7 separate regions of the Mus musculus genome follow, and regions 1, 2, 3, 4, 6 and 7 are each linked to region 5. Evidence: chromatin contacts called from public ChIA-PET, HiChIP or PLAC-seq and promoter capture Hi-C data. All regions are on one chromosome and are shown on one strand. Each heading gives the region's core, a stretch centred on a gene start, on an enhancer-like site or on the middle of the called end of the contact. The rest is flanking DNA. Distances are from core to core; before and after follow the strand shown.

Evidence for each region. Promoter capture Hi-C pulls out the DNA fragments that hold promoters and counts their contacts. ChIA-PET counts read pairs in DNA pulled down with a chosen protein or histone mark. HiChIP or PLAC-seq counts read pairs in DNA pulled down with a chosen protein or histone mark.
Region 1: a contact with region 5 is called in a promoter capture Hi-C map of pre-B cells, with 4 times the contacts expected there. The contact joins the promoter of Prrg4 here to the promoter of Hipk3 in region 5. A contact is called at or near these places in 1 of 39 promoter capture datasets (pre-B cells), 1 of 484 Hi-C or Micro-C datasets (embryonic stem cells) and 4 of 115 datasets of contacts at active chromatin or transcription factors (the 230-238 cell line, effector CD8 T cells, memory CD8 T cells and 1 more).
Region 2: an RNA polymerase II ChIA-PET map of memory CD8 T cells shows a contact between it and region 5, with 44 read pairs. The contact joins the enhancer-like site here to the promoter of Hipk3 in region 5. A contact is called at or near these places in 4 of 39 promoter capture datasets (embryonic stem cells, epiblast stem cells, frontonasal cranial neural crest and 1 more), 1 of 484 Hi-C or Micro-C datasets (CD4 T cells) and 6 of 115 datasets of contacts at active chromatin or transcription factors (SST interneurons, effector CD8 T cells, embryonic forebrain and 2 more).
Region 3: a contact with region 5 is called in an H3K4me3 HiChIP or PLAC-seq map of bone marrow-derived macrophages, with 5 times the contacts expected there. The contact joins the promoter of Cd59b here to the promoter of Hipk3 in region 5. A contact is called at or near these places in 8 of 39 promoter capture datasets (the 3T3-L1 cell line, 3T3-L1-derived adipocytes, cranial neural crest and 4 more) and 3 of 115 datasets of contacts at active chromatin or transcription factors (bone marrow-derived macrophages and embryonic stem cells).
Region 4: a contact with region 5 is called in a promoter capture Hi-C map of liver, with 2.7 times the contacts expected there. The contact joins the enhancer-like site here to the promoter of Hipk3 in region 5. A contact is called at or near these places in 4 of 39 promoter capture datasets (embryonic stem cells and liver) and 1 of 115 datasets of contacts at active chromatin or transcription factors (embryonic forebrain).
Region 6: a contact with region 5 is called in a promoter capture Hi-C map of embryonic stem cells, with 2.1 times the contacts expected there. The contact joins the promoter of Cd59a here to the promoter of Hipk3 in region 5. A contact is called at or near these places in 1 of 39 promoter capture datasets (embryonic stem cells) and 2 of 115 datasets of contacts at active chromatin or transcription factors (embryonic stem cells and epiblast stem cells).
Region 7: a contact with region 5 is called in a promoter capture Hi-C map of the SN4741 cell line, with 4 times the contacts expected there. The contact joins the enhancer-like site here to the promoter of Hipk3 in region 5. A contact is called at or near these places in 21 of 39 promoter capture datasets (the 3T3-L1 cell line, 3T3-L1-derived adipocytes, the HPC-7 cell line and 14 more), 2 of 15 datasets of contacts at CTCF or cohesin (the NIH/3T3 cell line and embryonic stem cells), 15 of 484 Hi-C or Micro-C datasets (the C2C12 cell line, CD8 T cells, the N1E-115 cell line and 10 more), 23 of 115 datasets of contacts at active chromatin or transcription factors (T-cell acute lymphoblastic leukemia, acute myeloid leukemia, bone marrow-derived dendritic cells and 16 more) and 3 of 9 other capture datasets (adipose tissue, embryonic stem cells and liver).

The regions. Positions count from the first base shown.
Region 1 is chr2:104,848,276-104,851,215 of GRCm38.p6, forward strand. Prrg4 (proline rich Gla (G-carboxyglutamic acid) 4 (transmembrane)) reads right to left here and starts at 1,575. Exons shown (of 6, transcript NM_178695.5): 1 at 1,271-1,575; 2 at 801-925. The coding sequence starts at 903.
Region 2 is chr2:104,175,649-104,178,446 of GRCm38.p6, forward strand. The region is part of intron 16 of D430041D05Rik (RIKEN cDNA D430041D05 gene); the gene reads right to left. Among named protein-coding and RNA genes, the nearest start is that of Gm22501, 51 kb to the right of the region's middle. Within about 2 kb of position 1,408, at least 86 of the 459 cell types and tissues checked have an H3K27ac peak or open chromatin away from gene starts, as enhancers often do. A contact at or near this core is called in SST interneurons, effector CD8 T cells, hippocampal neurons and 1 more, where this site is marked.
Region 3 is chr2:104,069,192-104,072,334 of GRCm38.p6, forward strand. Cd59b (CD59b antigen) reads left to right here and starts at 1,875. Exons shown (of 4, transcript NM_181858.2): 1 at 1,875-1,897.
Region 4 is chr2:104,006,314-104,009,252 of GRCm38.p6, forward strand. The region is part of intron 3 of 4931422A03Rik (RIKEN cDNA 4931422A03 gene); the gene reads right to left. Among named protein-coding and RNA genes, the nearest start is that of Fbxo3, 20 kb to the right of the region's middle. Within about 2 kb of position 1,663, at least 3 of the 459 cell types and tissues checked have an H3K27ac peak or open chromatin away from gene starts, as enhancers often do. A contact at or near this core is called in liver, where this site is marked.
Region 5 is chr2:104,492,851-104,495,979 of GRCm38.p6, forward strand. It overlaps Hipk3 (homeodomain interacting protein kinase 3), which reads right to left and starts at 1,639. Exons shown (of 16, transcript NM_010434.2): 1 at 1,098-1,639.
Region 6 is chr2:104,094,443-104,097,337 of GRCm38.p6, forward strand. It overlaps Cd59a (CD59a antigen), which reads left to right and starts at 1,359. Exons shown (of 4, transcript NM_007652.5): 1 at 1,359-1,485.
Region 7 is chr2:104,144,699-104,147,464 of GRCm38.p6, forward strand. D430041D05Rik (RIKEN cDNA D430041D05 gene) reads right to left here. Exons shown (of 21, transcript NM_001368844.1): 21 at 1-2,766. Among named protein-coding and RNA genes, the nearest start is that of A930018P22Rik, 23 kb to the left of the region's middle. Within about 2 kb of position 1,448, at least 68 of the 459 cell types and tissues checked have an H3K27ac peak or open chromatin away from gene starts, as enhancers often do. A contact at or near this core is called in the N1E-115 cell line, the SN4741 cell line, myocytes and 1 more, where this site is marked.

The DNA.
Region 1 (2,940 bases), core at 325-2,824, 360 kb after region 5:
TACTGAGAACTGGATCTGATAAAGGGGATAAGGGATAATAAAGGACAGGAATGTGTGAGTTGAGTAACCCCAAGGTGCTGGTGCTTGTGGCAAAAGCCAGTGACTAAGTAGGGGGAAGGAAGCGGAGAGCTAGGGCTTTTTTTTTTCTTTTTCTTTTTTTCCTTCTCACTTCAGATTTTGCCAGGTTAGGCTTTTTAAATGGAAGCAGGAACCAATTTGTGACCTGTAACCGAAAATCCTGGGCCAGCAAACTACACTTAATCTCTCAAGCATCTGCCTTTATCTACACAACGTTTGGAACAATGACCAGAAGGGTCATCCTACCTTCCAGCCCTTGCTCTGGATCTCACAAATCCAGACTAGGGGACAGGATGTGGCTCAGCGGTAGAGCACTTGTCTATATGGGGACTCCCAGCGGTGCACAAACAAGTCCTGACAAGAGTCTGGCCTCCCTGTCAGTCTTCCAAGAAGCAGCCTTCCTCTTTATAACTAACACACAGCTTCATCTAGGAAACGACAACTCACTGACTTTCGGACTTCGAAAAAGGCTTTCAATTTAGTCAACCACAAACCAGGTGTTAAACATCTGTTTACTAAGGGAGATACGTTTGTACATATTATAGTTAAAAACCCACAACTCTAAACAAGAAAGCCACAAATTAAAACATAGGATATGCTGTTGCACTGTGGTTCACGGGGGCGTGTAATTCCCCCTACCACACTTTGGCTTGAGATCTACACAGTAGACCGCAACTGGTTTCAGAAGTGTTTTCCCCCAATCGGCAGCCATGCTTGCTTACCTTCTTCTGGGGCATGTTCGGAATCCTTTAGGCTTCTGATACAATGAGGAACTGCGAGGGTAAGTCTGGGCAGCTGGCTGAGTACGATCAGAAGTGGAAACATAGTCTAGCAACTGTCAAACAAACTAAAACAAAAGTGACAACGACATTAAAAGAAAAGAAAAGAAGCAGGCCAAGTCTCAGCCTGTTGGGTTTTAGTCGGAACTGAGTCAACAACGACCTGTTGCACCCCACGGGTCGCTCTTAATCTATGGGACCCAAGGCGCTCCGGGCAGGTGGCACCTCCGGAGCGCCTGGGAACAAAAGGTACTCCCGGGAAGCTGCGGAGGAGAGTTCGGACACTGGCCCAGGCAGACGCGACTCTCGCCCACGCTGACAGGCAGCTAGGTGCTGGAATGCCACTGTCGAGACATCGTCTCTGGATGACTCTCCCACTCCTCCCCGCCCCGCCTCGCCGCTGGTCGCCGCACCTGTGTCCCCGGGCGCATGTTCCAGCAGCCCCTGGGCGGGAACCGAGTTATCCGCTTGGCCCGAGAGGTGGCCTGGCCCTGAGTCGCGGACGCCTCTGGATCTCGGCGACAGTCGGAGCCTAGCTCTTCGCGGCTCCAAGGCGACACCAGGACGCAAAAGAGGCGCCCAGGATCCGCGCAGGGGCGCTCGGGGAACGTGCGCCGCACGGGGCCCAGCTTGTGTGCTGGAGCCACTCCCACCGCTACCGGACGAGGAGGTCACCTGGCAGCGCTCCACCTCCCGCTCTCGGTCCCCAGCCCTTCTCGACTGAGACCCGGACGCTCACACTTTGGCGGCCTATCAGAGCGCCCTCCCGAGGTTACCTTCGGTCAGCTGTTCTCGCAGGGTGGTCCAGGGATGAGAACATAGCATTCATCCGAGAAAATATACTTTGTTAGTGATTTGCATTGTCACATGACCAAAAATCAATTAATAGCAATTACAAAGTTCTCAGATGTATTTCACCAGGTCTGGGTTGTCTACAAAAATACTTTCAAATATGTCCCCGAGTCAAAATTGTTTCCACGACAACAATGCAAGGTTTCACCTCTTTTACTTTCATTCTTTCCCTCCTTGGGTTTACAGTGGAAATTTCCAGAAGCTGTTTGACATGTGATGATATCATCACTCTGCTAACTAATAAGCCTCCAGTGGATGAATACTTGTGATGCTTAATATCTTCCATACTACTAGGTTAGTGTCGGTATGTAAATTTAAACAAAATGTGACAAATTGTGTTTGTTCTCAGAATATTTCTGCTTTTATTAGATATCTTTGGCCGTAGCTACCCATATACCCAGACAGCTAAAAAGTTCATCCTTCTTGAACAAATAATCTTAGATCTTGAACTTTTCGTTGAGTTTTTTTCTTTTTTCTTTTTTTTTTTTTGAAACAGCAAGAGCATAAGCACCCTTAATTGTCATGAGATGAAGTTAAATTTTGAAAATTTCTCTATTTAAAAATGTTGTGTGAGAGATATAATTAAAAATAATTCAAGAGGCCCAGAGCTCGAGGTGTGAGAAGATAGGAGAACAGTGTCTCACCACACTCTTCATGTCCAAACAGCATGCGCTGTTACTCTTGGGAACGCTATTTAAATTTTGCTCTTTGGCCAGAGTAGCCTGGAACTTCATACAGTTGAAACAGAGCACAGTGAAATGGCATTCCCACTCCTTTCTAGTCTCCAGTTAATTCACTTTTCACCAAATTTGTTTTCTTCCCTGAAAGGCTATTATCTATTTTATTCTGATTAATGGATTCAAGTAAGAATTTCCATATGTTTTGCAGACGTTGTTTTTGTTTCCTTCCAAACACTATCCATGCCCCACGCCCTAGAGGCTTAAGCGGTCTGGAAAATGGAGTCTGCTCTTTCACCTTACTTAAGCAGTGGAGATCAGACTGTGGAGAAGCTAGAAATACCTTATGGTTGAGCACAGGAATCGGAAGTATCTCTCAGGAGACCCATTCTCCTGCTCCCTCATTTAGACAACCTGTGGCTGGAAGCCCTGGGAAGAGAGGGATAAACACCATTTTGCTTTTGGGAGAACTGAGTCTTTCTGAGATCTGTATCTAACAATGTAGACTGTCAAGTTCTACTAGGGCAAGGGCAGATTTCGTTACTTCCTTTCCA
Region 2 (2,798 bases), core at 158-2,657, 320 kb before region 5:
TACTTACTACAGGGCAGTCTAACAGAAAGTCTTACGGTAGGAAAGGGCTTGGAATGTGCAACAGAGAAAGGACCATTATGGAATGAAATTGTGACCCCCAAATTCATACCCTGCAGTGGTACTCCCCAGGACCTCAGAATGTGATCCTGGTTGGAAGGTCAGAGTTTTAGAGGTTGATTAAGTTAAAATGAAGTTATCTGAGTGCACCCTAGCTCAACAGTACAGATGTCTCTCTAAGGGTGGACATATGGACACAGACATCCACAGAGGAAGACAGCGTGAGCACTTGGCAGGACTTCCATCCGCACACCAAGGAGGGAAGAGATTCTCTCCACCGCTCCCTACAGCAAACGAGTCCTGCTCACACGGTGACCCAAGACTTTGAGTCCCTAAAGCTCTGAGGACGCCAACTTCCCTTGTTGACACCATTTTGTGTCCTGGCAAACCAAGACATAACCTTGTGGCTGAAGGCCAAATTGTCAGAATTGGGACTGACCCGACAAGGTCCCAAAGGCCACAGTAAGAAGGCTGGACTGTTTTCAAAGGGCAATTGCAGACACCTAGAGACTTCTAAGCAGGAGGGAAGCGTGGCTGGAATTTATGGGGAGTTACTTAGGAGGCTCTTGCAATGCTCCAGGCAAGAAGAGATGGCAGGCGTTTGATGAGAGTGGTCATGGGCAGAGACAATGCCAGTGAGTTCCAGACATTTTGGCAAAGGACCAGCAGTGCTTGTTGATGGATTAGAAGCGGGGGGGCGGGGGGGGGGAGGGGGACGCATGCTATTTCTCCGGAGCTAATGTGTGTGGCTCTCTTCTTTGAGGTCCCTTCTCAGAAGCCACCTTCCTGAAGACCTTTACGTTTGGCTGAGACAGCAAGATCCGCTCCTGTCATTCTCTACAGCCTCAGCTTCTTCCTGGCCCTCCAGTGTCCCTCTGGCATGCCCGTGTCCATCTCTGTGCCTTTAATTCTGTTCTTCTCCTGGACTGAGTCCCCAGATGGCATGTAGTGAGACCACAACAGATATTCATGGAATGAAATGGTGCAAAAATAGTTTCGAAGCCCTAAAGAACAGCCAGCTAAAGGTCGTTAGCAGGAAAGATGTTTTCACAGTTTTAGGACGAACGAGACAGTCATATTGCAAGCGAAACTTTCAAAAGCATGCAATCTAGAATCCCAGGCACGGGCCCCAACGTAGAGGAATGTTTTACAGGTCTCTACTTTCCAGATTTGCTTCACCAGAACACTGCACTTCAGAATGCAAGACTTTGAAAAGCCCCCACCCTTGCCTCCAATTTGCCACAAGACTGTTTTCTGCCTGGTGCTAATCGGCAGCTCCACCCTGCCAGGAGAACAGTCTCCACAGATCCGACATCTGCCTGGCAAGGGCCCAGAGCAGGCTGAGGGTGGACCCCAGGCATGAGAAATGTATCTGGTTCCCTGTCTCTCTCCACCAATCACGGTCCCAGAGCCCACACAAAACACGGCAGTTTCCCCCTATTTCATGCCTGCTCTGGATCTCGCAGGCCCATGTGCCTGCCTGCCTTGCCGGAAGCAGGGATATATTTAGAAAGCTACTTCTGGAAAACAAACTCCAGGGGCTCTGCCTTTGTGGAAGGCTGACAGAGGAGTGGGGAGGCCTTTGCAGCCACTTCCTTCTGAGCCCACATCGCAGACGAGTCTCCACCAATAAAACGAGACTGGCTCTTAGTGGCACAGGTTGGGGTCTAAGGAGTTTGGTGACTTCTCTCTTACAGAAATCCCCATTTCATTCCGCTGGCCCACTGGAATCATCTAGGCCACAGAGTGAGGAGACAAGTGTGGTTTCTGCATTCTGGGTGAGCTGAAGAGACAGGATGTGGTTTCCTAATTGACTTTTAATCTTCCAGGCAGTGAAAACTGAGACCGCACAGACAGGACAGTGAGAGACAGAGGTATCCAAGTCTTCACGGTCATTTCTGCTCCTGTGCAAAGCTCTCTAGCATGCGGCAGGAGCCTGATGGGGCAGACTCCAGCACTTCTGTCCCATAGGCGGCTGCTCTTCACATGCAGTGGGGGTTTAATACTGAGTGGGTTAAAATATCCCACTGGCCCACACTGTTTGGGAAAGTATGACCTTAGAGGTCACCTTGGGTGGTGTATCCATGTGCTGGAGTAACAGGAAAGGTCTCGGGTCCCCATCACCAAACCCATCTCCAGTCACACCATACCCGCGAAGGCTCCCTTTGGGTATGGTTAGAACTTTCCTTGGTGTAGAATACACTTCACAGCAGATGGAAGATGCCTACAGGACTGGGATAGAAAGACAGAAGACAAGGGATCGCTCACCCCTGGTGGAGTCTGAAAGCCATGGGTACCACTGTTTCCTGCCTCCCACCTCCATACAGCATCACCAGCATCAGCCCGTTTGTTCTCACGGTAATCCCATGTGGTAGGACCACATGCATGCCCATTTTATACACAAGCACCCTAAAGAACAGGCAGGTGAAACAACTACTCATAATTCACACAGCTAGGTGGTAGTTCAGCTCCAGAAACCACAGCACAGTCCCCTGTGTTGCTTGTGAGCTTTGAAGGTAATCTATAAGCCAAAGTCACCCAAATAACACTAGTTTTAACTGTTTCAAACAGGAGTCAGTCTGAAAGCATCACAGAAAGCTGCTTTGTGTTTTACTTTGAGATTAATCACCAAGGCTGAGCTGGTGCTGCAGGCCAGGAAGGGACAGGGAGGACCTTGTCTGTGAGTCAGCACTCCTTCATAGCTGACAGACTGTCCCCACGTCTACCCAGATACGATCTTC
Region 3 (3,143 bases), core at 625-3,124, 420 kb before region 5:
ATAGATGGCATCTGTGAAGAGTGTTTGGAGGCTGGCAGGACCTGAGAGTAGGAGCAAGCCACGATGTTTGGCCTGGAAAGATATCTATGATTTGTCAAGAGATAGTTCTGGGTATCTGGGTATTCTGGGATAGCAAGCATGGGCACAAAAACAGTTAGGAAAGGTTTTTGGTTTTGTTTTTGATTTTTGTTGTTTGTTTTTTGTTTGTTTGTTTGTTTTGTTTTGTTTTGTTTTTGAGACAGGGTTTCTCTGTGTAGCCCTGGCTGTCCTGGAACTCACTCTGTAGACCAGGCTGGCCTTGAACTCAGAAATCTGCCTACCTCTGCCTCCCAAGTGCTGGGACTAAAGGTGTGCGCCACCACCGCCCAGCTTTGTTTTTTGTTTTTTTTTTTTTTGTTTTTTTATTTAAAAAAGAAAGGGAAAATCAGGAGCCTTTTAGGGTATCCTAGTCAGGAGTAAGGAATCAGAAGTAAATGCAAGCCTTTCCTGTATCCTAGGTTTCCAGAGAGTCTGGTCCTGGCAGCCAAATGCTCTCTGACAGAGGAAAAGGCAGTGACTAGGAGGCATAGGCTCACAGGGGTGGGGTGGGGGTGTGGCCATCAATTCTTGGGCGTGGCCAGTGGAGTTGGGTCCCAGTGCTAATTACTGTCAGCAGCCAGAGCATGAGCACAGTCACTGGCGATCTGAAAAGTGTATAGTGCAGGATCTAACTGACTCTGAGGCTGCAGGTAAGCAAGGGCACAGAGTTGGCTGGAGCAGAGCCTCGGGTGGGAGGTGGGGGTGCTTCGGCAGCGCATGCGTCCGGGCTGGGCGGTGCGGTAAGTTGTCCTTGCTCCTCCCTCTGGAGGCCTCTCTCAGGCCTGTACCTCTGACCTTTTTTTTTGTTATAGATTTCGTGTGCTGCAGCCTGCGCTCTGCTTCCTACTCAGTGGTTGCTGGAGCTCTGCATTACCTGAGCGCCTGACTCCAGGGCAGCCCCGTCTCTCAGAGAATGCGGTCTGCAGAAGGAGGGGGCGGGGGGGGGGGCGGCGAGGGCTAACCTCAGTCTCAAAGCTCAAAGAACTCACTGCAGTTCTTCTTGCTGAGGTCCAAATCTGTAGCTGCTCTAGTGTATATCTTTGGTGCATGGGCCCGGCCACCCTGCAGTTTGAGTGCGGACTTTAAAAAGAACCTCTTCTTTTCGTTCCTAGGTAGTCGAAAGCAAGCTATTAAATCTTATTTTCTCATCAGTAAAGGGAAAGGACTTATTTCACAGGGTGGTGGTGAGCACTAAGGTAGCTCACGGTTGATCTCCTGGAATGTGGAAAACAGCCAATGTTCCGGAGACCCACCTCAGGGAATCTTTTCTCCAGTTCTTCCGGGCTGACACACCGAATGACCGTGACAGAACGACATTATGCCTTGACCATGCTGAAAAACGTTTGGCATGTACTTTGCTATAAATGAAAAACCTCCCTTTTCACTGGGCGGGTTGAAAGAAGTAGAAGGAAAACAAAAACAAAATCAAATGAACTTTAGGGTGGGAGTAGCGGGATGAACCAGGGATTTAGGGTCCTGAGATAAGTTGTTAAGAGACTGAGGCCATTTTAGGTGAAGTCCAGATCTGTGCAATTTCAAGAGCTCTGAAGTGCTTATGGAGCCACCAGGTGGCTGGGAGGGGCCTTTCCATTGTGATGGTGTTTTGCTTTGTCCTAAGCTGCTGATGTAATTTCTGCTTTGAACTGAAGAAAGGAATTTTGGGGTCTGTTGTAGGCTTAGCTATAGCATGTCCAAGCCCGTAAGGCCCATGAGACTGCTAACACTGGGTTATGTTAAGCCACTTAGCTTCCAGACCTTGGTAAGTAAAAGCAAGATACATCCAAAGTGATTTTGAGACTGCCCTGTTGCCTTGGATCAGGTAATACCATCCCATTGGCCCTCTCAGAACTTCTTATAGGGTGATGATGTTGCAACTTTATTTGTTATGATATGCTCAGCCTTAAAGTACATCAGCCTGATCTTCGGGGGAGGGCCCTAAGGTCCCCAGAGGACTCTCCAAGCTGCAGGCACCCTGGCACAGCCGGGTCCTTGAGATCACTGGTGAGTAGAACGCAACATCAGTTCCAAAAAACCCAGAGGGTCTAGTGCTAGCAGCAACACGGTCAAAGGACAAAGGCAGGCCCTAGCACACCCAGAATCTTGGGATCACTGAGACCAGTCTATGCAGGAGAGCACATGGGCGGCAGAAGCAATAGAGCTTCTTGGACAGGGTCTCTTTGGGCCTTCATCCTCAGGCAGGAGACAGCTGAGATCCAAACCCCTGGACCCCTTCCCTGCCAGAGGAGAGTCAGCCTCCAGGGAGGGCTCTGACCCCAGGAATCAGGAGGTGGATCTGAACTCCAGACTTCTGTGCACCTTCCCTGCATGAGGAGAGCTTGCCTGCAGAGTGTGTTCTGACTACTGGGACACAGGAGAGAGTTGGTCTTCCAGGAGTGCTGACAGAAGCTAAAGAATAACAGGAGGAACAAGCTCTAGCCAGAGACAAGAACATATAACACCAGAGATTACCAGATGGCGAAAGGCAAATGAAAGAATCTTACTAACAGAAACCAGGACCACTGGACATCATCAGAACCCAGTACACCCACCACAGCGAGTCCTGGATACCCCAACACACCTGAAAAGCAAGATTCGGATCTAAAAATCATATCTCATGATGCTGGTAGAGGATATTAAGAAGGAAATTAATAACTCACTTAAAGAAATACAGGAGAACACTGCTAAACAGGTAGAAGCCCTTAAAGAGGAAGCACAAAAATCCCTCAAGGAATTACAGGAGAACACTGCTAAACAGGTAGAAGACGTTAAAGAGGAAACACAAAAATCCCTTAAAGAATTACAGGAAAACACAACCAAACAGGTGATGGAATTGAACTAAACCATCCAAGATCTAAAAATGGAAGTAGAAACAATGAAGAAAACCCAAAGGGAGACAACTATGGAGATAGAAACCCTAGGAAAGAAATCAGGAACCATAGATATGAATATCAGCAACAGAATATAAGAGATGGGAGAGAGAATCTCAGGTGCAGAAGATTCCATAGAGAACATGGACACAACAATTAAAGAAATTTGATTTGCATTTGTTTGCAAAACGTAAAAAG
Region 4 (2,939 bases), core at 413-2,912, 490 kb before region 5:
TGTATTAAAAAAAAAAAAAAACAACTGAGCAAGGCAGTAAGCAGAGGTCCTCCATGCTTCATTCAGTCCAATTTCCCGCAATGATAGCATGGAAGCCCCTTTCTCCCCAAGATGCATTTGGTCATGAGTATCATCACGGCAACAGAGAAGCTAACTACAACACAGACTCGACAACACTACAACACTACACTACACAACACTACAACGATACAACACAGACTCTAATAGACTGTCTCTCTCTTTGGACTCTAAGCCAAACCAAACCCTTCATTTCTTGGGTCTCTTTTCCTCAAGTATATGGACACAGTAACAACAAAAGCAACAAATATAGTTCCAAACACTTTGTAAAGTCTTAGGGTTGACTCTGCCAAGTTGAATGTCCATGAAGATTCATGCCTAGGTGTCCACAGCCTGCAGAGTCCAAGAATGGAGTCGTATGAGAATTCTGAGTGCTTGTGAGAAAACTCCAACAAGAGTCTTGTGACCTCAATTGCTTCCAAAACATGACATTGTTCTTAGAATGTGGTTTGTTATTTTTTTGTTCCTCCCAGGTATAGCGGATAGGAGTGAGGCGTTTACTTCAGATTACTCGTTACAGCTGGCTATTGTATTTGTTTCTTTGCCTCTGTGGGAAAACATTTTTTTTTTTTGGCCCAGTGGGACTTCCATGTGTAGCTTGTCCACCACATGCAGGGGGGTCTCCCACACGCTGCTTACCCTCGGCTTGAAGCTTGTTCTTGTCATTGTATGATTTACTCCTGGCACTGTACTTAATCCTCAGAGTATAAATTGTCAGATGCTCTGAACAAACTTGGCTACTATGTGAGACTTTAGTCCACCTCATTTATTGGCTTTTCCGGTCCTACTGCCCCTAAAGTAGAAAACACCTTGGAGTGAAGAGATCTTGTTTCTTCAGCCTGGGAAGACCCAAATAAGAATGAATTCTGTGTAAAAAATCTACAAGAAATCAAAGCTGGAGGAATGGCAGGCATTCATGAAGTACCCCCAGGGGAAGGCCCATGGGAACAAGTTTGGAGGTGCCATCCTTTTAGCGGGGAGTTCAGGCTGAGCAGCATCTTGCAGGAGGTCAGCCCCGATGCACTCCCTGGTCCCTCAACACTTCCGTCCCCTGAAGATTCTGTCATGAGAGGTGTTGGGACTAGGTTGGTGAAGGGAAGATGAGGAGGCAGAACACAGGAGCCTATGTCCTAAATGTTTGAGAACTCAGATACACAGTACTGGGTTAAAAAACCCAGTGTCACTGGGGAGGAGACCTGAAAGAAAGGGTCAGAACACCAAGGCTCCTCTCTACAAGGTCTCAGGAGCAGTTATTGTTGGGTAATGAACCCTATTGGAGGGATGCTGGAGTTGTCTCCAAAAGAATCGGGCAGAGGTGTAAAGTTGAGCTGGGCCTCAGGATTGAATCAGAATGTGGATGTGGGTGCTATCAGGACCCTGGAGGCCATAGAGTCAAGTCAGAGGACCACAGGACTAAGAAGGTGAGGTACAGAAACCCTCCAGATGGAGAAACAGATGTTCGTGCAGCTGGGAATTTAAGTGTACTGTATCCACAGCTGTGGCTGAGCTGAGCCCTAGGGACAGTTGAGAGTTTGTCCTTCCCTCGATGCACAAGGCAGTTGGTCAGACGGCAGGTTGGTTGTAGCCTTTGCTGTCCCAGCACTCAGTGTCCTCCTCTTCATGAGGTCCGTCAGGCAAGGGCACTGCATCCTCCTTTGGTTTGGTGTATTCAATAAGTTCACTGACCTGGTCTTTCAAATTTGATTTTAATATACCCATGAGTTCATATTTTTTCCTTCCACAGCACACACATAGAGGTGAGAAGGGATCTTTCAGAGGCCAGCTCTCCCCTTTTACCACACAGAGTCCAGGGATCAAACTCAGGTGATCAGACTTGGTGACAAAACCCTACTTAGTTATCCACTGGAGAATATTTGCCCTTTGGAGGGGGCTGGACAATGTCCAGCTCAAATAAGACCACAGCGACAAACCAAAGTTCAATTTCACCAAAGTTCATGAGTTTATTAACGAGCAATGGGTGAGAGATTATGGGCAGGGGCATAGGTGACCTTAAAACAGTCACCCTGGAAAGTCTGCACCTAACAGGTACAATGGCTTCCCCGTGGCTGCATAGATGGAGCCCCCTCCTCTAGCCCTTCCCTGAGATTCCCCCAAGGCCAAGTGCAATTAGGGCAGAATTGTATATAACTGCTTTGAAGAGCTGGCTAAATACCCAGGTGAAGGTCCTCTGACCTTTCTACATCCCCTCCATAATCTTTTTGAGTCTTAAACTTGAAATAGTCATTCCCTTACAGAGACTGCCCATAATGAGATTAGCTAAACACATCTATTCAGCTCCATATAATCCAAACACTGACATTCCACCATCCTGCAGCTTCTCCAACTAAAAGCCCAGACCACCAGACCCAGCTCTCTGTCCGTCTTTTGTTCCAGTGGATAACTAAGTAGGGTTTTGTCACCAAGTCTGATCACCTGAGTTTGATCCCTGGACTCTGTGTGGTAAAAGGGGAGAGCTGGCCTCTGAAAGATCCCTTCTCACCTCTATGTGTGTGCTGTGGAAGGAAAAAATATGAACTCATGGGTATATTAAAATCAAATTTGAAAGACCAGGTCAGTGAACTTATCCAAGTGAGCCATCCAAGGACTTGGCAAACTAGTACAAATGCAAAGCTAGCTGGGACAGAAGAGATGGCCCTGAGTCAAGTGTTGACCATTTGCCTGTGTGTTTATTCCTGGCTTTTTCGGGACATGCCCTGAGTTGGGGATACAGTTCATATGGGTCTGCTCTCCAGCTGCCGATCAGCGGAGGGGGCAGACTATGCTACATTTATTTAACTTATCTTTTATAAGTTCAATTTTTTTTTTTTTTTTTTTTCCATTTTTTATTAGGTATTTAGCTC
Region 5 (3,129 bases), core at 389-2,888:
TGGTTTTCCAGCTAACTTTTCCAGCCCTGTGTACCAGAGAGATAACCAAAACAAAGTAGACCCGTAAAACCATGAGTTTCCCTGTAAACTGGGCCATAATCTGAAACCTAAGGGGGGCCGGGGAGGGGGGGGGGGGACCGGCTGCTGCTGCTGCTAATAGAAGCTCCTTATAAGCTGCGAACTGACAGGTGGAAAAACAAATTCGCCAGCAGCAGGCCAGCCAGAGGTTGTGAAAACACGGTTCAAGGACCGAACATGTTGTGACTACTCTGTAACAGGTCCAAGGTAATTTACGCACACACCCTTCAGCGCAATTCCTCCAGCACAGATAAGACTGGGAAACAACAGGCTTCCCCCAAGATCCACATACCATTTTACAACAGCCGTCTCCCCCCAGACAGGAAAACAGACATTCTGGTCCCGAGTCCTTTCCGCTGGTCTCCCCACAGCGCGAAGGGAAGAGGGCCGCCGCCGCCGTAACGAGAGAAGCCGGCAACAGCCCCGCCGCGCGGCCGCCACGCCTTCCTCCCGCCGCCGCTGGGGACGCGAAGCCTCGGATCACATTTCTCCTCCCCAACAATCACACGCACGCACGTCTCCAGAGTTGACACCCTCCAAACCCGCCGCCCCGCGACGCCGGTGACAGGGCCACCAAGCCTCCGCGGCGCAGCCACGGGGCTGGGCGCTCCGGCGGCGGCGTGCGTGCACGTTGGTCTTCGCTCCCATCAATGAAAGGAACGAGGTCTCCGTAGTGACGGCCTAGAGCCGCCGAGCCGAAACGGGGGGCCCCCGTGGGACCAAACAAAACTTCGGTTGCTGGGAAGAGCCGTTGCGCAACCTAGGCTTGGGGGAAGGCCCGGACAGCCCGGCGCGGCCAGGGCGGCTTCCCGGAGGCTGCGCCAAGCGCGCGCGGAAAGCACGCGCAGTCCCCGCGTACGGCCTCCTCGGGCCTGGCTTGGCGCCGGCCTTCGGGAACCGCCCGGGCCGGCCGCACTGGACAACCGGGCGGGAACGGAGAGCCGTCGCTCCGAGGGTTCCCCCGGCCCCCGAGGCCCCGCGACGGCGCCGAGCTACCCGCCCTTGCCTGGCTTCCTTACCTTCCTAGAGGCCCGCGCTCTCCCCGCTTCGGGCGGCCGCAGCCCTGAGCATGTCCGGGGTGGGTCGCGGGGGCCGTGCGGGGACCCGGAGCCAAGCGCTTCAGCAGGCGGCGCCACCCAGCCGGGGCTCAGCCCCTCTCGGCGGCCGCTGCCATCTTGTCCTGGCGGCTGAGAGGAAACGGCGAAACACCCTCCCCCGACCGCTGCTGCTGCTTCTCTGGCTGCCGATCGCCGGGCCCGTCTCCCTCATCTTCCTTCCCGGGGACCTGGGGTGGGGACCGCTCGACTGGGGAGAGGGGCAGTGACAAGCCGGCGGGCCACCGGGGCCTACGGGCAACAAGGGATGCAGGGCCCGCGGTGCTGAGGGCCCATTTCCCCGGAGTTGAGACGAGGACGAGGGCTGCTTGCGAGGCCGCGTCGCCCGGGGCCTGCGGCTCGGACTCCTCGGGGCGCCGCGCTGCCGGCAGTCGTCACCCGGGCAGCTGCGGCAGGCCGCCCCGATATCGGGCCCCTCCTCCGCGCGCCCGCCGGCCTCGGCCGCCGCCTCCGCAGCGCCACCGCCCGCTCGGCCGCTCTGAGCGCCGAGCCCGGGCGGCCCCGCTCGGGTAGGGCCGCGGCGCCTCCGCGAAGCCCCTCCCCAGGGTCCGCCTGCAGCCGCGCCCTTGACGCTCGCAGCCCGCCAGGCGGCCCGCGCGGATCCAACCCTGAGCTCTCACGCCATCCCCTCCAAGAGGAACGGCTTCCGTCAGCCCTCCTCTGCAGTTCTGAACCTGACTCCGGGCCCAAAAATACACATTTAAGGGACAATCCTAATACCCAAAGGGGTTCAGATGCGGAAGCAGGATTCCACAGGCCTTTCCAGGTTACCCCATCCTAATTCTCTTCCCACCCCTTTAGAATCTGTTTCTTGGCATCTTAGGAGTCTAAAAACGCAGAAAGAGAATGAATAATCTAAGCCTAAAATAGGTCCTTCTCGCTCCCCCATTCCAAAACAGCAGGAGACTTGTCACACCACGTCAAAGAATGAGGGACGGACTCTCTTGGAAGTTTTCCAAGTGCACCACCACAGTGGTTGAGAAGCTGCCCACCTCTACGTTGATAATTCTCCATCGAGTTAGTTCCACACCCAAGCTAGTTTCTTCGCTCCTGGAAACTAGGAAATCGACAGAATGGTCCATTTCCACCCACGTAACCATAGAACCATGGAATTTGAGATGAAAGAATCTTACTGATGCATAGTCCAAACTCTTATGCTAAGACAAGGGTTTAGACAAGTTTCGATGACGTGAGCAAGGTTAAAGAGCAAAGCTTTAGTCTCCACCCCTCTCCCCTCCATCTATCTCTCCAGAAAGCATCTATCTTCGAAGCAACCCATCATTCAGTAAACCTATTTTGCCACCTGTTTCGTCTGGGTTCTAAACTAATATTTAACGTTTCCGCAACGCAAGCACCTCTGTCTCTATAATGGAGATGTCCTTTGCTTTCTTCCTTTACTAGAAGGACTGAGCTTGCCGATGTTATTTCTCCACACATATTCTCCATTGCAGCAGCTGGGGCTAAAGGGAGGGTCAACTCGCTGGGTAGATACTAGTCCTTTACCTATTGCCTTTCAAACTAGGACTGTGTAGAATGTCTTTAAAGGGGGAAAGGGTATCCCCTCGAGGCCACTGATAATCCTTTTTCCAGTGACCAGTGTTTTCTTCAAGATAGGAGTACAGTGAAGACTAAAGTAGAAAAGCTAATGACTGATTTTTAGAAAAGGTGTATGCATGAGATGGCCACAGTGATGCAAGTCTCTATTGCCAGCGCCGGGTAGATGGACAGAACCGGAAGAGGCTCGAGATTACCCTCTACATCCAAAAGGAGGGCAATGTCGGAGCCATTCTTTATTCTTTAGCATTTACATTGGATTTCTTTTAAGGCAATAATCTGAAAACCAAACACAAATTATTGCTAAAAAAAAGAGAGAGAGAGAGAGAGATAGAAATCTACACTAATAGAGAACTCTCTCCATTAGAATTTACTTTTCACA
Region 6 (2,895 bases), core at 109-2,608, 400 kb before region 5:
TATTGCCATGTGGTGATATATAGAGAGCTTGGTCCAGGTGGCCCTGGGCTCCAAAACCACAGCCTTCACCCTGTAAATGATGGGGAGATGGAAAGTCCTCTCCTCAGGCCATGCTGCTTTATAGATGGGTCATTTGTTCCTGCAAAAGTTGGTGAGTTTGTGGGGACCAGAGTCTTCTGAGACTAGGTGAAAGTCCTTAAAATGGTTCAGGACCAAGCCCAGTAGGGTACTCTGTGCCCATCCCATCCTAGAAATCAAAGTTTGTACAAGAGGACAAATAGCACAAATCTGTTTAGGGCATCCTAGCTGGTGACTCCCCACTCTTCCTATTTGTTTTGGTCTACAAGTGTTTTATGTACTTCTTCTATAGCTCGGAGACTCTGTAATTGTTGGTAGGCTAGGGAAAGAGTGGATGTTCCTGACCTCCTTTGTCATTTGGGACACAGCAGATACAGACTCACTGCATGCCAGGGGATAGATACTACAGGTGAAAACAAACAAGGACGAGGACGACTACGACGACGACAACAACAACAACAACAGCCCCACCAGGAAATGTTCCTGTGGGCAGAAAGACTTAAAAAAAGAAAAACCAACAGAGCATTTCTTGTTCCCTTAGGAGGCCAGCCTCTTGGAATGTTTACTCTTTTTAAAATTATTGTTCCCGGAGCTGGAGAGATGGCTGAGCAGTTAAGAGCGTCGACTGCTCTTCCAAAGGTCCTGAGTTCAAATCCCAGCAACCATATGGTGGCTCACAACTATCCGTAACGAAATCTGATGCCCTCTTCTGGAGTGTCTGAAGACAGCTACATAAATAAGTAAATAAATATTTTAAAAAAAATTATTGTTCCCCTCTGGCTTCCTTCCTGCTTATGAGTCTTTCCAAATGATAAAGGCACCTCTGTATCACAACTTCACGTAGTTCTGGCCCCTGGCCAGTCCACAAAGGTTTCTAATGACCAACGGGATTTTGTCTTCATTCCAAACAAAATAGATGGCATTTGTGTCTGAAGAGTATTTGGAGGCTGTCAGGACCTGAGAGTAGGAGCAAGCCACGATGTATGGCCTGGAAAGATATCTATGATTTGTCAAGAGATAGTTCTGGGCACTAGCAAACATGGGCACAAAAACATTGTGGTTTTGTTTGTTTGTTTGTTTGTTTGTTTTTAAAGAAAGGGAAAATCAAGAGCCTTTTAGGGTGTTAGTTAGGAGTAAGAAATCAGAGGGAAATGCAAGCCTTTCCTGTATCCTAGGTTTCCAGAGATTCTGGTTCTGGCAGCCAAATGCTCTCTGACAGAGGAAAAGGCAGTGACTAGAAGGCATAGGAGCCCAGGGGGTGTGGTGGGGGTGTGGCCATCAGTTCTTGGGCGTGGCCAGTGGATTTGGTTTGCATTGCTGTGTACTGTCAGCAGTCAGAGCATGAGCACAGTCACTGGCGATCTGAAAAGTGTCTAGAGCAGGATCTAGCTGACTCTAAGATTGCAGGTAAGCAAGGGCACAGAGTTGGCTGGAGCGGAGCCTCGGGTGGAAGGTGGGGGTGCTTCGGCAGCGCATGCGTCCGGGCTGTCCCTCGGGAGGCCTCTCTCAGGCCTGTACCTCTGACCTTTTTTGTTATAGCGATTTCTTGCCGCAGCCTGCACTCTGCTTCCTACTCAGCGGTTGCTGGAGCTAGGCATTCCCTGAGCGCCTGACTCCAGGGCACCCCTGGCCTCTCAGTGAAGTCGGTCTCCCGGGGCCTGAGGGCTAACCTCAGCTTGGAAGAACTCACTGCAGTTCTTGCTGAGGTCCAAATCTGTAGCTGCTCTAGTGGATATCTTTGGTCCATGGGCCCGGCCACCTTGCAGTCTGAGGGCAGACTTTGAAAAGAACCTTTCCTTTTCGTTCGTAGGTGTCGAAAGGAAGCTATTAAATCCTATTTTCTCATCAGTAAAGGGAAAGGACTTATTTCACAGGGTAGTGGTGAGCACTAAGGTAGCTCATGGTTGATCTCCTGGAATGTGGAAAACAGCCAATGTTCCGGAGACCCACCTCAGGGCACCTTTTCTCCAGTCCTTCCGGCCAGACACACAGAATGACCGCGTCAGAACGACAATCAAGGGAGCTCACAACATTTGCTGTTATCCTTCTGGGAAGACTAAGGAGGAGTTACCTCATTATGCCCTGACCATGCTGAAAAACGTTTGGCATGTACTTTGCTATAAATGAAAAACCTCCCTTTTCACTGGGCGGGTTGAAAGAAGTAGAAGGAAAACAAAAACAAAATCAAATGGACTTTAGGGTGGGAGTTGGGATGAGCCAGGGATTTAGGATCCTGAGATAAGTTGTTAAGAGACTGAGGCCATTTTAGGTGAAGTCCAGATCTGTGCAATTTCAAGAGCTCTGAAGTGCTTATGGAGCCACCAGGTGGCTGGGAGGGGCCTTTCCATTGTGATGGTGTTTTGCTTTGTCCTAAGCTGCTGATGTAATTACTGCTTTGAACTGAAGAAAGGACTTTTGGGGTCTGTTGTAGGCTTAGCTACAGCATGTCCAAGCCCGTAAGGCCCATGAGACTGCTAACACTGGGTTATGTTAAGTCACTTAGCTTCCAGACCTTGGTAAGTAAAAAGCAAGATACATCCAAAGTGATTTTGAGACTGCCCTGTTGTCTTGGATCAGGTAATTCCATCCCTCTAGCCCTCTCAGAACCTTTTCTCCCCCCCCCCCCACTTTTTTATTAGGTATTTATTTCATTTACATTTCAAATGCTATCCCAAAAGTCCCCTACACTCTCCCCCCCTCCCCTATCCACCCACTCCCACTTCTTGGCCCTGGCATTCCCCTGTACTGGGGCATATAAAGTTTGCTAGATCAATGGGCCTCTCTTTCCACTGATGGCCAACTAGGCCATCTTCTGAT
Region 7 (2,766 bases), core at 198-2,697, 350 kb before region 5:
AATCCAGGAACCATGCTTATATGACAGAACCCTGCCTCTTTGCTTACAGCTGACTGGATGGGCACCTGCCCTGAGCGTGGCTTATCCACCACAGGCAGGTATGAACTGGACCAATCAGGTTCTCAAACGTTTGTGTAAGGAAGCTCAAAGATGCTAGTTCAAGAGTAGTCTGCACTGGGAAGGAAAGGTGTGGTGTGAGTTCTGAGGTTGGTATTTGGTTCCATATGCATTAGTGGGGACGCTGGATGGCCCAGGCAAGCGAGGGGGTGGTGGAACACATGTGCTGAGAGAGACAGATGGGAGCTGCAGAGGAGAGAGTGGGAGAGAGAGAAAGAGAGAGAGAGAGAGAGAGAGAGAGAGAGAGAGAGAGAGAGAGAGGTGGGCTGGCTGATGTCTCCTTTGCCCTTTGTCCCAGTCTCTTCCAGTCAGTCCCTGAGCTGGAGCCAGGCTGGACAGGTTTTTGGTCCTTGAGACTAGAACACCTTTGAGGGTGGTCACAAGCTAAACTGTACATCACACCTTAGGGAGTCTTGGACTGTACTTTGTAAGGGAAGTCCAAACTCTAAGATTGGGCTTAAGCCCAAACCTTTTTCTTGAACTTGAAAATTTCCATTACATTCATTATTCATTGAACTTTTGAATACTTGTGTACTCTGTGGGGAAAAATGGGGCTCATTTATATGAAATCAATAGTTTTTGATCTATTTCAAGTTTTGCCTGGCAGGGAAACATTGCTTTTACTTAGATATAAGAATCGTCACGCCCCTCCAGTCTACCATCCCCCACAGAAGGATTTCTTCTGAATCACAGATCTTACCATTTTCTTTCTTGTATTAAGATTATTCAGAAATTGCATGTTACTTTTTTTGTTTCTCTGTCTGTCTGTCTGTCTGTCTGTTGCTCTTCTCCTGGGCTTTTAAAATAATGAGTGCACAGCATTATCTTTCATGGGACAGTGAACTGCTTCGAACCCTTCCGGAGGTGATGTCCCCCCATTCCATAGCTCACAGTTACCGTCCTGATTCTGCACAACCTCAGATCTCAGGTACCAGGCCACACAGGAGGCCTTTATGTCCCCACCCTACTGGATCACCTGATGCAGTGACAGAATGTCAGAGCATCCCTGCTTGCCTTTTTAATCCACGGTGCTGAATTGAGTAAGTTACCCCCATAAGCTTCACTGGCAACTAAGGACATAGTTTCTTTAGTGGAACTCTCTGGAAACAACCAAATTGATCATCTTCTCTTCCTCTTCCTCTTCTTCCTCCTCCTCCTTCTTGGCAAGAGTATTATGGAATCTCACAGAAACCCTACCTATTTTTTTTTTTTTAAAGTTCTGGGCACAATTAAAGAAATGTGTCCCCAACAAGTGTACAGGCAGCGTGGTGAAATGGAGAGCAGGCTGGGGCATGAGTCAGCAGGCTGGGACATGAGTCAGCAGGCTGGAGCATGAGTCAGCAGGCTGGGGCTCCACCCTCCACTTGTCTGGAGTTTGGCTTCCTCCTTGCAAACCACTGAGATCCTCAATGGCTTCTGTGACTGTCTGGAAGGTCATGATGATCTGAGCTCACTGCTGCCTCCTCTGGGCTCCCTTGGGACCTCATCTCATTTTTTATATCAAATGATTTTAACCATCTGAACTTCTCAGAGTCTCCTATCTGGGGACCTATCACCTCTATACCATTAGGAGACTCTTTAGGGAAAGAACAACATCTTAGTCCCAGGAGACTTTAATCATGGTAGAAAAACATGAGCATAGCAATGTTTTCATTAATTTAAGCTTTTCTTTGCATAGACTTCTGGAACCCATGGTGTCTAGCTGAAAAGGGCAGCTGATTTACCAGGCTCTATTTTAATTGTCCCGATGAACTAAACATTTCATGGGTTCTGCCAAGACTCCAGCAAGCGGCAGCTTCATCTTCCTAGAAATCTGGAGCTACACCACTGTTAACTCTGGATTCATGATCTTTCTGGAAGTTACTGGAGCCCAAAGCTTAGACACTGTCTTTTTGAAGCATACAGTCTAGAAACTTCTTTCTCACATTCCAAGCATTTGCCAAGTCCACAAAGTCCCAAGTTGATACGCCGCATGGATGGAAAGCTGATATTATTGATAAAGTGGAGCGATGTAGCTGGCGATATCAGTCTTACACCATTTGCATGAAAAGGCTGAGTTTCTTTGGCTCTTTGCTCATTCATGTGCATCAAATGCCCGTGTGGCTAGGTTTAGGCATCGTATTAGTCTGTCAGTAAAATCTTGCACTGGCCACAGTGTTCTGCAAGCTGATTTCGGATTTGGACTACAACTGGCCATTGGTAGAAATATACCATATATACACATGGAAATTACAAAAATACATTTTATTTATAGCTGATTTCTTATTAAGTAACAAAAGACTAAGACTATGAAAGATCAACCAGCATACTAAAAGGGCGCTCGCTACCTAACATCATCCCCACAAGAGACTTGTCTGGGGATTCCACAACATTATCATCTCTGAACATTCCAGAAAGGACAGTTTGCCATAGGGAAATAAAAACAGCTTCTTGGGAAAGTTCTGTGCTTTGACAGTTTGAATCTCCCATTCTAATCAGTTCCAATCCTACTCTCCTCTCTCTTCCTTCAGTAAAGACCAAAGAAACTCATGAAGACAATGCATAGATGGGTTAGGAGGGACACGGGGACAGCAGAAGCAAGATGGGTCATGGGTGAAGGTGGGGTAGGACCATATTCCCCAATACACACCAAATTGTCCCACTGACACC